Linked DNA regions of Hordeum vulgare: region 2 is linked to region 1. Evidence: chromatin contacts called from public Hi-C data. All regions are on one chromosome and are shown on one strand. The core of a region is the stretch at or near the end of the contact, and the rest is flanking DNA. Distances in the headings are between cores, read along the strand shown.

Region 1 (5,286 bases), core at 2,417-4,916:
GACTATTTTGGGTCCTCAACTTTGTTCAAAGCTCATTTGTAGCCCCCTCTCAAATTTAGTTGAAGCTTCTCCACTGCCTTCTGCCTTGAAGATGCGTATGTCATGGCATTGATGTAAATTCTGGACATGTGAACGGTCACTTCAAGTTGATTAGTGCTTCATACACAATATAGACTCATTTTGTTTTGCGTACTGCTAGGGATGTTGATAATTCTGGAGTACGAAGCAAGGTCAGTCATATTGCTAAGATCTTATGTTACTTCTCCTAGCACATTATAAATATCTGGATGTGCAATGCACATATTGTTGGAAACATAAATATATTATTTACGGAGTACATTTGTTGACTACACTGTTGATTGTCGTGGAACTTTTCCAGGTATTTGAATTTTAGGTTAACTGCTATTTAATTGATTTCTTTGAAGCCCTTCAATTGATTTCTGTATTTTTTGGGTGGGCTATTAGGTTAACTGCTTTGTGCTTTTTAATGTCTGGGAATATGGTTAATCATACCAACGGATTTGCAATACTATGATTTGTATCTCTTATAGCGCTTGTAGCATCTTGATAAATTTAATTGACATGTCTATTTTCCATTCGATTTTAGGCTAGCCCATCAGATCCCAAAACATTCCCATTCATCCTACTTGGGAACAAGATTGACGTAGATGGTGGCAAAAGCAGAGTGGTCAGTTGTTGTTGCAAATATAACGTACAACTGTCCCTAGATACACCACTAACTAATTTTCACACAGGTTTCTGAGAAAAAAGCTATGGAGTGGTGTTCTTCAAAAGGCAATATTCCTTATTATGAAACTTCTGCAAAAGAAGACTACAACGTCGATGAAGCATTTTTGTCTGTTGCAAAGCTTGCTCTAGAGCATGAGCGTGACCAGGACATGTGAGTCAGCTTACTTACATCATTTTTTGTTAGTAATGTTTTGTTTAACATGGATTAAGTTTATCTTGTGAATACATGATTCATCTCCTTTTTCTTGAATATTCTGTCATCTTAAACTGGAAGTCCATACCCAACCTGCTTTGATAGCTGCATTCTGTTATATATCCTCTATGGACGATTTTTATTTAAACAGTTGCTTAGATGTCCTGTCTAAGGCTTCTGACAATCTTAAGTTTTTAGTATGAATGTGTATAAGCTTCTGTTCATGCTTGTCCATTACTTCTATGTTTTTTCAGACGCTAAGACTGTCAATGTGCATCACAGCTCTTAAAGGAAACACTGTTTTGTTAATTGATGTGCTGAACCTAAGATTGTTTCTAAGATGACACGTAACGACATAAAATATGCACCTCTTTGAAATCTAACAATTAGCTTGTGCTTATTATTAATGTGTCTCTATCTAGGTTTAACAAAGAAAGAGCAGCTGTTACACCTAGTGATGTTGTATTTTGGTTGCTTACAACCTTTTTCTTTTCTGCTGTTCAGCTACTTCCAAACAGTCGCAGATCCTGTCCCCGAGACTGAACAGAGAGGCGGGTGTGCATGCTAGCGTTTAGCCGTCTTTGTCCTTCCAGATTTTGCCTGCTGTGTGTGGTATTCTTTTTAAGTGATGCTCGGCATTCCTTTTGAGTTGACAATGTACACTAGGGTGCCTATGCATCCACTCCATTCACTTTTGTAACCCATGTAAGATAGTTAGCAACTATGGCTTCGGTTCACCGAATACTGATGAGCAGCCCGCCCTGTTTCTTGAGTCGGCAATAAGAGTGCAAAGTGGTACTACTGATACAATTTGGGATATGGCCTAAGCCTCAATTATATTCATGCAGCTGTAACTTATTGATGTCCAAAGCGTTGATTTTGGTTGAGTTGGGCATAATTCTTCTATCTGAGCCAAATGTTAATGTTTCGAAATATTTTGCTTGTGAGTTAGCATACCAGACGTCCATTTCAGTGTTAAGTAATCCAGGATGAAGGGAGTATTTTTTTTAAATTTAATGTATATAAACATGTTTGGCGTGTTTGTTCATTCATTTCAGTAAGATGTACTCGTTCATGTCAAAATATCCAAAACATCTTATATTTATAAACGAAGAGAATATTAAACTAAAGATAATAAACAAGTTTCCTGCACAATTGTGAGGGACATGTTGCTAGTTTTCTTCTTGAATTTCTGCTTCAGCTACCTAATAAACCACTTCGTGATTTCTGTATGCCGATGATTTCAGCTACTCAAAACCCTCTACTTGCTCTCATCCACCTTGAGCTGCCCGATGTAGTTTTTCTGTATGCCGATGATTAGGGCATCTTCAACGCCGAACCGACTGATCTCGCGGTCCGGCGAGGTCCGGACATATTTTGCCATCCAACGCGGTCCTGTGTTAGATTCATTCGATGGTTTGGACGCATTTTCCCCCTGCAAACCGCACACAAACAGTGGGGAGGGGGTGTGGGTTAGACTGCTGCCACGTCCCCGTCTGACTTAGCTGGCCCACGAAGAAACCTCCTCCCTTGCCTGTGTGATTTCCCGTCCAAAGCCAGCTGCCTGCATTTATGACGGTTTAGAGTGGACGCAAGAGCGCCGCCTGTTGTGCCACATTTTTTCTCCGCGTTGGAACGACATTGGTTTACTCGCCTACTACCATTTAACCAACGAGTGTGTCAAGGAACCTACTCCGGCGCCCCGAGCGCCACATGTCCGTTCATGTATCGGTTGGCATTAAACGCCTCTCTAACTAGCTCCTTGCATCCGTCCTATATAAGTGTGGCCAGGCCAAACAAGAACTACACCCCACCTCCGCTCTCTCCATGTACTCCTTGTACAACACCCTCATCGCCTATGACGAGCAGAAGAGTTCTCCGACATTGAAGCGACCTAGGTTGCCCGGCGAGCCAGCTTGATAGAAGTTGGCTTGCCGGCAAACCCTCTAGATCCGGCGCCACCACCATCGACATCGCCACCCCTTCCTCGCCCGTCTAGGCTGGCCAATGCCTTCTCTCGGCAAATCCGATGCTAGCAATGGCGGCAACGCTTAAGACAGGTGAGGAAAGAAGCCATGTCGGTGAAGGAGGACGGCATGTCCGCGACGACCACAAACAATGAGAAAAAGTAGATCATGAGAGGTGACCGCAGCTTGGGTCCCAAGAAGGCCACCGCTACTGCGTCACCGGGGTACACAACCGGTGTTTTGATTGGTAAGCGGAGGCGTAGACAACGGCGACCGCCTTCCCCCACCCGAAAATCAACTCTGGTTCGTGCTTCACGAAGATGAAGGGAGGCTATTTTCCCCCTCTTGCTGAAGCATATCCCTCCAAGGCTTCCAACACTCCAATGAGGGGGGCTATGGTACATGGGCATGACATGTCATGGGAGGAGAGATCCCCGCACCAGCATTAGACTAGGTTTAGCCTAGTCCAGTATAGTAAGTTAAAATATGTACAAAATGTAAATATTTTCGTCCGACTTGAATGAAAATCATCTCATTGCATGGAATTTGCTCGGTTTGTTTAAACTTGTTTTGAAATGTATGTGAATACATTGTATGGTTGACTTTTGTATCTGTGTTCGCGGACTGGTCCTCACCTATCCATAAAAGGATGCGGTATCTGATTTATGGGTGAGCGTTGGATATGCTTGCCGTGTTGGCCTGCAAATTTGCTCCTGCATCCGTCCGTGGATAGGGGGATCAGTCCGCGAACACGGATGCGAAAGCCAGCCACCGAACACTTCCCAGGTACATTTCAACGACTGTTTAAACAAAACATGAAATTTATGCAAAACGGCTGGTATACATACAAACCAAAGCACATACCTTATAGTTTGGACATTTTTATATTTAAAAACATATCCTAAGGCGCCGTTGATCGTCGATTTTCTTTGTATTCCATATCGACGACCTTGTCCTCATCCGGCGCAGGCGGCTCTCTCGACCGTCGCACCGCTTTAGTACCAGTGCTAGTGAGAGGTCGTGTCCGCTCTGGACCGGCGTCAATGCAAAGTGACCGCTCTACAACGATATGAATGCGGACAACTGGAAAAAGGGGGGAACGTGTCCGAACATGGATGGAGGGTTTTCGATGGGCCATGATAGTTAGGAGCGGGCATGGCAGCGGTCCGGACAACCACAAAGCCCATCCTTCACTTTGTCTCTGATTTATACGAAAAAAACTCACATCTGGACCGGTCAACGGATAGATGCAGAACCGTGTTGGATGGTTTTCAGGATTTAAACCGCGCGATCGGAATATATATGGACAGTTTGAGAGTCAGTGCCGTTGTTGATGCCCTTAGCATGTACTATATGGAATGGAAGCATCCCCTAGCCTAAACCTGAGGAGACGAGACCTCTGCCTTGCAAAGTCATCCTATTTATTCTAAGAATAACTCCTCCTGCACAATATTCTTGCACCTGTAAATTTTTGATATTCATATACTCATTTCCAGTGTATCGTCACTGCACCCACAGATTGTTTCTCTCCAAAACTCGATGGCGAAGCAATCTCTTGCTGGGAAACCATAGTGCAAGGGCCTTTCCCTGGTCCTCGAAGATATGGTTGACGTCGGTGGTGGTCACAGTCTCAAAGATGATGTCTCAATGGAATCGCAGGAGCACGAGCTTACATACGCCGTCTTCCCGGATCCTGCTGACCTGGTGGCTAGAAGGTTCAGAAACGCTAGCTAGCCAGCTAGTGGATATGGCTTTTGACTTTTCGATGAGAATCTTCGCCCCCAACCCCATGGACGTTTCCTCACAGGTCAACTTTTTTCGCACGTTGCCACCACTCTTCACCCCCCGACTATAATCAGCTGCAATTAAGTTAAAGCTGAGGAAGTACATCCATTTAAGCGTCAACAAATCTCGGATGGTGGAAGTACTGCTGAATTGGGGGAAAAAAAATCTTTGCCGAAAGGTACGTACCCGTGTACTAAAGCAGTGTAGCACAGTAGTAGGAGCGTGCAGTAGATTGGGCTAGATCCGGAGTTTGGACCGAGTGAGGCCCTTGTGAGGTGCACACGTGCTTGGACCGCGACGGAGACTGACTATTCCGGGACGCCGGCGAGAGGAACCGGACAGAAATAAAGCTCTCTCTGTTCCTAAATAAAAGACTTTTAAAGCTTTTAATACAGCGAGTACGAATTACATACAGATGTATAAAGATATATTTTAAAATATATTTATTTTATTTCGTATGTAGTTTGTAATGAAATTTTTAGAAACTTATATTTAGGAACAGAGGAAGTACAAAGGTAGCGGCATGCACTAAATAAACACAAGCGGCATATTGAAAGTTCTTGAGCTTGTTGGAAAGATTCTACTCCTAGC
Region 2 (5,463 bases), core at 1,868-4,367, 230 kb before region 1:
TGCTGAGTTCGTGCACTTGTTGGCCACCAACGCAGTCGACATCGATCAAGCCCCGATTGATGGTTTAGGTTACAATGAATTAGAGGGTGGCGTTGATGACCACGGTGGTGAAGACGAGGTGGAGGAGATAGATGAGGGGACGTATCAACAATTGCAAGGGAAAACGTGTTAGATCAAAGAACTACACGATCTTGGAAGATCAAATGTTGATAAAGGCTTGGAGTGCGGTGTCTATGGATCCTTGCACGGGTGTGTCTCAAACCGCCAAGACCTATTGGCAAAGAATTGAAGAACAATACTTCCAATTGATGGGCAAGTATCCCAACAGAACAACACAGACCTTTCGGTCACTCCAAGGTTGTTGGGACGTGATCAAGCCGACTTGTAGCCGTTGGGCAGCTTGCTTGGAACAAGTTCACAATGCTCCTCCAAGTGGAACTGTCGAATCCGACTGTGTGAGTTGATTGCAATCAAATGGTTCCATTAGTTTGCATAATGTACAATGGTTCCATTAGTTTGACTTTGTTTTTGTTGTGTAGGAAAAAATGCCCAACAACGGTACAAAGACATGGATGCTTCCGATGGAAGATTTTTTAAACTAGAGCATTGTTGGGAATTGCTCAAAAACTGCGATAAATGGACGTTGATTGACAGAGAATCCCCACCGAAGAGAGGTTCACTTACAGAAATGGATGAAGATGAATATGATGATGGCTCAAGAAACTTAAACAAGCATGATGGTGACAAAAAGGCAAAGGAGAAGATCAAAAGGAAACGCAAATCATCGACCTTGCGGGACAAGATAGATTCCATGCTGCAATCAAATGAGATATTGCTAGCGAAGTCTTTGGATGCAAAGATAGAGTTGGCCGATAAGAAGGCACGAGAGAACAAGAGAGGTGGAAATTGCTCAAGGAAGTTGAGGAGAGAAAAGCACGTGCCGCTGAGAACAAAACCATGGCCAACCTTCTTGTCGAAGAGAATAGGATCATGACTTTGAACCGCAATGACATGGACGACATCAGCAAAGAATGGCATGATATGACAAGGAGAGAAATCTTGAAGAGGAGGATGCTTGCGTGTTACAATGGTGGCGATGGTTTCTCCTAGGGAATCGAAACCGATGATTTCGATGTCGAAGTAGAGTGCCGGAGTAGGGACAAGTGCCGGCATAGGAACAAGTGCAGTCGATGGATTCAGGAGAGTCGATGGATTCGAGGGAGTCGATGGATTTGGGGGCGGCGATGAACTCGATGGTGCAGACTGAAGAACGAGGATGCATGAAGTCCTTTTCCGTTTGTCTTTCAAACTATGCTCTCATTTCGGGCACGAACTATGCTTCATTGTTTAAATTCGAATTCATTTGCCGGAATTGCTGTCAAATTCCAACTATGTTTTATTGCGTGGTTTTCCGGTTTGCGGGTCGACGCGGTGGTGTCCGAGCAGCCCCCGCATTAACGACCCGTATAATAGCATCTTCCCCAAAACGGACTCGTATAATAGCATCTCCACACCCCGCACCCTCCCCCGTAAAACCCATTTTTCGCGAACCGTAAACGGCTTTTGTGGGTCGACATTATACGGGGTCTGGAGATGCTATGAAAATAATAAAAAGAAAGCAGCGTCGAGCCGGATGAGAACAACAACGAGAAGAGGGTTTTTTGCACTGTTCTGATCCTCTCAATAATCTTTGCCACAAACTGAACTCGATCTGAAAGTATTTTACTATCTGACCCTTTTAGAAACGCCACAACCCGTGGCGTTGCTGCTGCATGTAGAAACGCCAGTCCAGTTGGGCGTTTCTCCTCCACATTCAAACGTCGAACTAGCTCACGTCTCTGATCCACATAGAAACGCCATGCTAACTGGCGTTGCTGCCCTTGCTGCCAACGCCATATACAACGGCGTTACTCCCTGCTGCCTCAAGTCAGTCGGTCACTGCGCTCCTCTCTCTATACACAATGTTTCTGTCCGCTCCATCAATATCCTCTCTCTCTCTTGGCTGCCTCTCGCAATCTCTCTGACAAAGGGAAGTCATAGTCGAGGAAAGCAGTCGATACTCTGTGTGGGTGACCGACATCAACTTCAATGCGCTCTTCCTCTGTCATTCCTCCTCCTCCCTCTCTCTCCAACTCTGTGGCTTCCTTCAGCCTAAGCCTTTGCTGGCCATCGCCCCACCTTGGGCAACGTGTTTTCACTGTGTATGCCGGTGTTAAAAGCCATTTTCCTTGACCACCCCCAACCCTAGCAAGACGATAATTCGTCATTAGAGCGTGTAGTAGGTTGTATATTTTGTATTAGGTCTTTTCTGTTGACTTTTTCCCCGTGTCCTTTACGGAAAGGGCAAAGGTGTCTATCGTCGTTTGGAGACTAATTAAACATGTTGCTGGAGTGGACATGTTGATGCACTGAGTTTCTTATTGGATGAGAGAAGGCGTATGAGAGAGCTCTCTCACGCTTGAGTGCAGCGTGTGTCCTCGTCTGAAGCATCGATTGAATCTCCTTTATCGTCCACGGCCGGTCGTCCTAGTCTTCGGCGGCGAAGCTGCTACCATCTCGCGACCGCTCCTGCAACCCAATTAATCCATCACCATCAAACTTGTAACAAGCAGCAGCATAGGATAAACAGATGCGAATATTGGTTGGTAGAGACGGACCATAGAGCGACGTTCGGTGTATTCTTGGGTGTACTTGGAGTCCCAGAAAACGGATGTGTCAACGCTGCACGACGATTTGCTGCTGCCGCTGCTGCGCCGACGACCGCTGCCGCGCCGACGACCGCTGCCGCGCCGACGACCGCTGCCGCATGCGTTTCCATATAAGGCAGAAATACCAAAGCCATTGGGGTTTCTTTATAGAGAGGCAACATGGTCTAGCTCAGCGTTTTAATGTGAAGCAGCAACGCTGTCTAGTTCGACGTTTCTAAGTTGGACAAAAACGTCACGGGCTGTGGCATTGTTAAAAGGGTCAAATCGTAAAATACTTTTATGTTTTTATTTTGCGTCAGCTGATAAGGTCAGAACAGTGAAAAAACTCGAGAAGAGCAACGCCAACCACAAATCCCAGGAGCCACGCGGCCGCTACGCGAGCCACCGCCCCGTCCCCGTCGTCGCGTGGCAAACGAGCCAAGAGACGCCGAGTCCACCGCGTCCTCCCACGCACGCTGGACGCTTCCCCTCAGGATGCTGCTGCGCCTTCCGGCCGCCCGCCCCGCACCGTCCGCAGCTCGATGGAGGCTGGAGCGGGTGCGGGCCCGGCCGGCAAAGCTGCCCCGCCGAGGGCACGCCGCCGCTTCCTCGGCTGACGCCACCGGAGCGCCGGTACGTGGTAGTCCTCGTTCGCTTGGAAGCCTTTTGGGTTCTCGCACTTCATAGCTGTTGTTATTCGTGCCATTGCTGCAGCTCCACTACGACCCGTTGGCCGACCTTCTCGGCCCAGATGTCGGCCCCAGCCCATCGCAGTAATGTTTCCCCCTTCGCTCGCATTCTCGTCATGTGCCCAATTGTTGTTCATGAGCGTTGGAGGCCATTGTGGATTTCAGATGATGTTGGAATTGACACAGTTACGAGGGAGGGGGCGGGAGAGGGTTCTTCAGTCTCACTAGCTTGTAGACCTTCAGGGTTACCTAACACTTCAACAATCTAACTTCCTAGGAGATTGTGCATTCGCCATGGATACCATCAAAACCATTGAGAATTGGAGATTTGTTCTTGTGCTGTAGCTACTTGTTGAAAAGAGTATTTTTCGGTTGCAGGAATACTGCCCCGGTTGCCGAGAAGGGGAAGCTGAGATCCTGGGTTGGTCCAAATGGGCAATACTATCGAGAGCTGCCTTGCCCTAACTGTAGGGGTAGGGGATACACCCCTTGCAAAAAGTGCGGGATAGATAGATCCAGCTTGGACTGCTCTATGTGCAATGGCAAGGTGAGCCTTCCCGGCCTCTTGTAAATCGCCCTGAAAGTAAATATGTGCACTTCAGGAATTTATCAGCTTATTGTTGTGTGTGTATATCTAGGGGATTAGGATGTGTACGCAATGTGGTGGAGAATGTGTGATATGGCAAGAATCTATTGATGAACAACCATGGGAGGAAGTTCGGTCTAGGTGATGTTTGTTCTGCATCTCTTCCATGTGTCACCTTGGCCATCTCATCAATTAGCTATTGTTTTGTCACACTGCTTGTCAAAAGATCTCCTGTCGAGAAATCTCTTTAATGGTTTGATTAGAACAGTTCCCATCAACATCAGCAATTTTAAGAACAGACACAAATATGCAATTCCCGTTGTATTAAAAGAAGTAATGATAGATGATAGGGCTTTTTACATAGTGATGAAAAAAGGTATCATTTTGGATTCCCGCCGTAGATGACTGTATGTCATATTCCAGATGCAACATACTTAGGTTGTTGCAGAAGGTGTGAAAAAAGTGCTGTTGAATCATTAGAGTAAGAATATTGTGCTTTCCCCTATGCAGTTCTCCCTTGAAAGTAAAGGAAGATGATGAAGTCGACAAACTAGAGATAAAGATCAACACCTCAAAAAGATCGAAGCGTACTTATCCATCACCATCCCCGGAAGTTGCCATGAAGATTAGCCGGTCTTTAAGAGTAAGTGGCGCTTTCTTGAAAACTAAATTTATATGCTATAGGCTTCTTGATATGGTTAGTGCTAGTGTGGTATATGATACTATAATTTTCCTACTAATAAACGCTGTTCATATGCAATCTGTTACACATGTTTTAGTCTTATTACACTAGATCCCTGCATACCTAACAGTTAAATATTGAGCCCTGTTATATCTAATTCAGTTTTGAAATATAAAATATACCAGCTTTGCAAACTTTTTTTTAATTTTCTGAAGATCTATAGTTGCTTTTGGCTTTTAAAAAGCTTAATAATAATAATTGCAGAGTCTGAATGCTAAAACAGGATTGTTTACTAAGCACATGAAGATTATACACCAAGATGCCAAATTGCATGCTCAAAGAGTTGCTGCGATTAAGGTAATAAGATATCCTGGCAATTGTTGCAACTGTATGTTCTTGTTCAATACAAGCAATTGAGCTGGCACTGACAGCGATCTATTTCCTCCCCTCTGTGCCTTGACTCGAAGAGAACAAAAGGTACTGCTGCAGCAAGAAATCATGCTTCTGAAAAACAAAAGGTATTCTTCAGGGATCCTGAGAATCGGTTCAAGAGAAGCATTGCCATGAAAGGTAACTGGATTTCCTTTCCTTCAGAGATAATTTTCACAATTTCCTCAATTTGTGTCAATTCACAAAGTTTGGCTGTTTCTAGTCAGTTGGCTGTTGGCGATATGTTCTTAGTTAGTACATTTATTATGCTCTTCATTTTTAGTTTAAGTAGTAGTACGAGGATTAGTTGTCGTCTTATGCCATTACTTTTTTTTCACCTGGATTCCCACCAAAATGGAACTTGCGATTAACTTGAACAACATCTGGCAC

Evidence for each region. A called contact is a pair of places that touch in the nucleus more often than the background predicts.
Region 2: a Hi-C map of leaf shows a contact between it and region 1, with 4 times the contacts expected there. The contact joins the promoter of LOC123444267 here to the promoter of LOC123441862 in region 1. A contact is called at or near these places in 4 of 6 Hi-C or Micro-C datasets (leaf and seedling) and 1 of 1 datasets of contacts at active chromatin or transcription factors (embryo).

The regions. Positions count from the first base shown.
Region 1 is chr3H:462,041,660-462,046,945 of MorexV3_pseudomolecules_assembly, reverse strand. LOC123441862 reads left to right here and starts at 3,666. Exons shown (of 3, transcript XM_045118061.1): 1 at 3,666-3,696; 2 at 4,570-4,635. The coding sequence starts at 3,666. LOC123444266 (ras-related protein Rab7-like) reads left to right here. Exons shown (of 7, transcript XM_045120943.1): 5 at 608-688; 6 at 756-901; 7 at 1,448-1,805. The coding sequence ends at 1,511.
Region 2 is chr3H:462,272,065-462,277,527 of MorexV3_pseudomolecules_assembly, reverse strand. LOC123444267 reads left to right here and starts at 3,117. Exons shown (of 8, transcript XM_045120944.1): 1 at 3,117-3,320; 2 at 3,402-3,460; 3 at 3,755-3,923; 4 at 4,015-4,103; 5 at 4,473-4,605; 6 at 4,909-5,001; 7 at 5,112-5,214. The coding sequence starts at 3,183.